2 separate regions of the Mus musculus genome follow, and region 1 is linked to region 2. A link is a contact called in public HiChIP or PLAC-seq data. All regions are on one chromosome and are shown on one strand. The core of a region is the stretch at or near the end of the contact, and the rest is flanking DNA. Distances in the headings are between cores, read along the strand shown.

Region 1 (2,700 bases), core at 183-2,682, 160 kb before region 2:
GTGGCGGGCAGCCCTTCACCTCCACCTCTTCCGGCCTCAGCCTCGCTGCCCAAGGCTCCTGCCGAGACAGAAATTGCAGGGGCACAAACTGCACGCACAAATCCGACCCACAAACAACAAATTGTGTTTCTAGTAAACATTTTTCCAACTAGGAATATGCACTGAAGAGACATTATTCATCTCTAAGCCTTCTCTGGTCCCTGGCCTAAGGATCGCCATTTTAAGCTTTTTGTGAGCTTTGACCTGAGCTGGGGACATTAGCCCCCCAGGACATCCTCACTGAAAAAGCAAACCAAAGCCATCACGCGCCTAGGAATGGCCACCGATCCGGTGCAGCACAGGGTGCCCGTAGGCTTCCTGTAGTGCGCCCCTCCTCCGCCTATGCAACCAAGGGCCGGGCTGGCCTGGCACTTCCATGTCTCGGTTTACCTTCCACTGCTAAATGACACGCTACCAGCCTGGAGCTCAGCAAACAGGAGCCTCAAGCCCGGGTCAATTCAGAACCTTTGAGTTCCTTAGGCCTCTGCTCAATTCTCCCTTATCTTCCTGCCCCAAATCCTGACCACGAAGACTCGCACCCCCAACGTTCCAGCCCGCCCCGCGGCCCAGACGGCCTTACCTTTAGCTTCGTTATCCGAGGTGTCTGGACTGGAGTCTGCGGTCTTGGCCCGTTCCTTCTCGCTCTCCGAGGGGCTGGCTTTTGGGCCCGCCAGGCTTTGCTCTGTCTTGATCTCATTGGGACTGGGGGTCTGGCTGTCGGACTTGGGGGTCTCAGGAAAACTCACTTTGCCCCCAAGCTGAGGCGATTCCAGATGTTCGGTGCGCGGGTTGAGACTGGCCCGCTGCTCAAAGGGGGCTTCGAACTCGTTGGCCCCAGCACAGTGGGGCGTTTTGTCCAGCGCGGAGTAGCTCGGGCTGGCTCGGTAGTAGCTGGGTACAGGTACCTCGTGCTCCCCAAGGCAAGACTCCGGCAGGGGGTGGGAGTAGAGAGCTGCCTCAGGGCCACTTTTCGCCCGCTTCTCTGCACTGTACATGCAGCAGACATTCTCCTCCTTGACACTAGGTGGGTAGGAACAGGAGGACAGAGGCCTGCCAACAGGTTGTTCCAGGCGGTAGGCGGCTTTGGGGTCGCCCCAGGAGTCCAGCTGCGAGAGGTAGGACGGGTAGGTGTTGAGGGCTAGGTTTGGGCTGCCTCCCTCGTCCCTCTTGGAGAGAGAGGGCGCGAGCCCGCAGCCCCTCATCACCCCGCAGTTGAAGTCACTCCCAGATTGCATATACATTCCTGCGTTACGGTTATAGCGCTCTCCTCCTCCCGGCGCAGCCAAGGGCTCCGCGTACGAGTTCGGAGTTACATTGCGAGGGCATGTCATTTTCAGAGAGAGGGGTTTTTAAGGAGCAATACTACAGCGGAGGAGCTGACATCTTTTTTCCCCCATCCGGGAAGGGGGGGGGAGCGGTTGGAGGGGCGGGAGGAAAAAGAAGGGGAGGGGGGAAATATCAGCTCCATAATTATCCGCGCATTCGGTCCTCACCATGTGACGGCTAGACCAATGGGATTTGAAAATGGCCTTGATGATTCAGACGGTCGTGACGTCAGCGGGGTCAAGTTGTCGGCAGGCGGAGCGCTCAGCGTGGAGTAACAGCGCCACCTAGCAGCTGCCTCGGGGTAGGGGCACCGGAGCCCTTCCTGGCGAACAAAGGAAGCGCCCCCCGGGCTGCAAGGGCGGTGGGGTAGTGGTGGGGTAGGTGGAGGGACATGGGACTGTTCTGTGAAGAGTGGGACTTGTTTACTAGAGAATCAGCCTGTAGCTCCTGAGGAGAGGGGGGTGGAGAGGGGGGAAATGCGGGACAGAGTAAGGCAACCGGGGCTCAAAACAGTCAAATTCAAAGTAAAAGGTCAAGACAAGATTCAGGTACTCTTTTCCCTCTCTTCACCTTACACTTTCTTCACCCCTGTTCTCCTGTTTCTTCTCTTGGGTTGGTAGCCGGGTAGTGTTTTGGGGGAGATGGGAAGAATCTCCAGTGGGCTTAGGGTAGAAGAGAAAGTTCAAGAATCAAAAGCAAGCTGAAGTTTCTGTTCTCCTGCCTCCTGGTCCGGCTTGGCCCTTGGGTCTGAGCTCTCCCTACCGTAGGTCTTGGAGGTTAGTTGAGTTGCAAGTTCCTTTTTCGGTACTAACTGGGAGTCTCCAGTGTCTGGAGTGGGCCCGGGCCCGGGTCACAACCACTCAAGGGATTCTGGGCAAAGGAGGATCTTAGTGGGCCTAAGGATCAGTGCAGGAGGGAGTTGGAGATTAAAGGTATCTTTCTCCAACCCTGGAGTTGCGGTCTGGGCCTTACTGGATAAGCCTCTCTCTCGGCTTTGCCCTTAGAGCCTTAGAGAGGGTTCCATAGGCTGCTTTGCTCCATGGCCCGGCGGCCCTCTTTTCCTGTTTGACCTTGTCCCTACTTTTTAAAAAAAGGAATATTTCCGGAGAGAAAGCTCGAACCTCCAGGCCTTGCTTGGGTTGGAGGCATGTGTATCCACATGGGAAAGGCTCAGAAGAAACAATTAAACTCCATCCGAGAAGGGTCCTTTTTAAGCGATTGGGCTGGGAGTATTTTTTTAAAGAAGAGGAGCGGTCTATTTTTTTGCGTGCTTGCTAAAGGGGAATCGTACGGGAGGCCGGGAGGTTAGGAGGGATGTGTGTTTGAAATAGTTCT
Region 2 (2,700 bases), core at 97-2,596:
TCGTTACAAATGGAATAATTGGTCATAAAAATTATGCAGCCTGTTGGAAAAGAAATAACACACGTGCTCATTATAGATTCCTGAGATAGCTTCTCCTCACTAAAATTTTATGTTTTTCCCATTTACCAGCTATCACCAATATACACCCCCAATCTCCAAGTTCCCCAAATCGGGACAACCTTAGAAAAGAAGCCTAATAAACAATACGGGCTTAAAGTCACAACCTTACCACAAATTTTGCTCAACCAAAGCAACCCAATGTGACCTAAAAGTGAGTTCAGAAAAATGCATATTCTTTCTCTCACCAAGGAACTGCAAATGAGTTAACTTATCATACTCTCTGAACCAGAAGGGTATGATTCCTTCACATTCCCCCCTCCTCAGCCTCTACTGCACTTCCATGAAGTGGACACAGAGGAGGGGGCCACCTCTCCTGGCTTGCAAGGAGCCCTCCACCAGGTGAGAAGAGTGGACATGTTGAGGGCACAGAGACACTGAGTGTTCTAGCAGTAGTTTAGGGTCAGCATTGGTATGACCTACGGGAGCAAGACATCTGACTACAGATGATGTAAGCAATCTCATGCCAGCCCTAGATAAGACACCCAGGACCAGATCACAGCATGCGGCAGACTTCAAAGGATTGCTCCTAAGGGTGATAACCTTGGACATGACAAGGGACACTCGTGGGATCTTTTGCTCAGACTGTGGTATCTCGGGTCTCTGCTCTAGAGACCACTGTTATTAGAACAAGAAACACATCGCCTCACCAATAGAGCCTCCACGCAGAGACCCAAGGACCAAGAAAAACAAAGCATGACTCTAGGCAAAGAGACATTTTGTGTACATTATTTTCCCACACAACAGTCCACAGCCCTCTCAAGGTTGTCCTAAAACACCTTGTTCTTCAGTTACTGCATAGCCCCTAAAAACAAAACCTACACAAGTAGATCTTGGATCCTGGCATCCTCTTTTGAAGATGAGAGAGGAGGGCCAGGCAAAAGCCCAAGAATTCAAACTCGCAGCACTAGCTAACCTTTGCCTCCATGGGACACAGCTCTCTAATACCTGAGACTAGAGGAAGATGCTCCCACTCCTGTGGATCCCCAGAAAGAGAAAGAACAAAAAAAAAAAAAAAAAACAGGAAGGCTGGCTCCGAGCCAAGCAGACTCAGACTGGCTCCAGTTTTTCCCAGCTGTGGACTCAACTTCTTGGAGTGAGACTGGATGATTGCTATGCGAAGAACAGGTTTGACTCCCACACCCTGTCTCCGCTCTCCATGCCCCTCCTCGATCCCTTTCAGTGGAGTGAGGAAGAAGGAGAGAATTACACTGGCTCCTCAGCCTTTCCCAGCTACAGTCAGCCCTCCTACAAAGGATGAGTCAGCACCAGCCATGGAGACAGAAACCAACCGCTGAGAGCCCGGCTGGGTTTTGAGACAAGCACCACTGACTGACTAGACATGGTCAGCCAACTTCCAAGTGAATTTTAGGGACCTGAATCTCCGTTCTGCCTCAGTAAGAAGCAGACAGTTGGGGACCTTCTCCTTATGTGAGCCTCCTGCCTTGCTCATGAGAATGGAGGCTCCTGGGCCTTCTCAGCTTCTCTCTAGGCCTTTCTAGGCCATTCTCTCAGAACCCCAGGAAGTCCAAGCATACAAAATACTGTTCTTTCCCTCCTCAACAATATCCATGCCATCTGAATCTAGGCTACAGGTGTTGATTTTTTTTTTTTTTTTTACTTATAAACACCTGCAAAATAAATTACTTATCACTCTCTTGTGGCCGTGTTTCTTAGGCTTCAACATGCACACTATAATCTGGAGGTCTTGTTAAAATGAGAATTACTGTTCAGTAAGTCAGGGGTGGAGCCTGGGACTCTGCACTTCTGACAAACTCCTCAGTGATGTTAATGTTGCCAGGACATGGACCACAGTTTGAGCACTGAGGATCTAGAAAAAGAGAGCACTGAACTGGGGACTCTTCTTGGCTGAGAAGGAAATAAGATAAATAAGAACAGCCTGACAAGCAATCCAGCTGAATATGTGTGTATGCGGGGAGACAACAAGGTCATCACATAGCAGTTGGGGCATTTGAGGATGCCGATAAGAGGGTCTCTTAAAGCAGGACAAATTAGGAATGGGATATGAAAATGAGGACCAACCGAACCAAGAGGAAAGTGGGGTGGACCATACCTAAGGATCAGATGGGAAAAGATGACTTACATGAGGGCCAGGCCCCAGAACTGCCTCTCAGAGAGGAACTCCAAACCAAGAAGTGACAGGAGCCCATCAGAACAAGTCTACAGAGGCCAAGTGGAGAGGATTCTCAGGATTTATCAGAACTACATAATGTGGTCAGATGATGCTAAGGAGCTGAGTGAGTTAGAGGAAGGGTGCCAAGGACGGCAGCAAGGGGGAGCCAGGAGGTAGTGTAGTAAGTACGGACTTTGATCTTGGGAAGATGAGACCATTCAAGAGACCGCTGTGAGTGTGCTTGATGCACTTCTAAACACTGGTTAAGATGGCACGTTTCACACTGTGTCTGTCTTACCACAAAAATGCTACAGCGAAGGCAGGAGCCCTAGGAAGACGGCACCACCATATAAAAGGATGAAAATCCAAGCCCATTTTAATGCTGAGGACATGGTTTTTAAAGATGATCCTCCTGAGGCAAAAACAAACCCCGGAGCCTCCTCTTAATC

Evidence for each region. HiChIP or PLAC-seq counts read pairs in DNA pulled down with a chosen protein or histone mark.
Region 1: an H3K27ac HiChIP or PLAC-seq map of the NIH/3T3 cell line shows a contact between it and region 2, with 5 times the contacts expected there. The contact joins the promoter of Hoxc10 here to the enhancer-like site in region 2. A contact is called at or near these places in 4 of 39 promoter capture datasets (the HPC-7 cell line, cranial neural crest, embryonic stem cells and 1 more), 1 of 484 Hi-C or Micro-C datasets (mammary gland), 6 of 115 datasets of contacts at active chromatin or transcription factors (the NIH/3T3 cell line, embryonic stem cells, forebrain and 1 more) and 2 of 9 other capture datasets (adipose tissue and macrophages).

Annotation. Positions count from the first base shown.
Region 1 is chr15:102,965,528-102,968,227 of GRCm38.p6, reverse strand. Hoxc10 (homeobox C10) reads right to left here and starts at 1,432. Exons shown (of 2, transcript NM_010462.5): 1 at 620-1,432. The coding sequence starts at 1,370.
Region 2 is chr15:102,801,082-102,803,781 of GRCm38.p6, reverse strand. The region is part of intron 6 of Gm36560 (a long non-coding RNA gene); the gene reads right to left. Among named protein-coding and RNA genes, the nearest start is that of Gm36560, 48 kb to the right of the region's middle. Within about 2 kb of position 1,346, at least 59 of the 459 cell types and tissues checked have an H3K27ac peak or open chromatin away from gene starts, as enhancers often do. A contact at or near this core is called in the NIH/3T3 cell line, where this site is marked.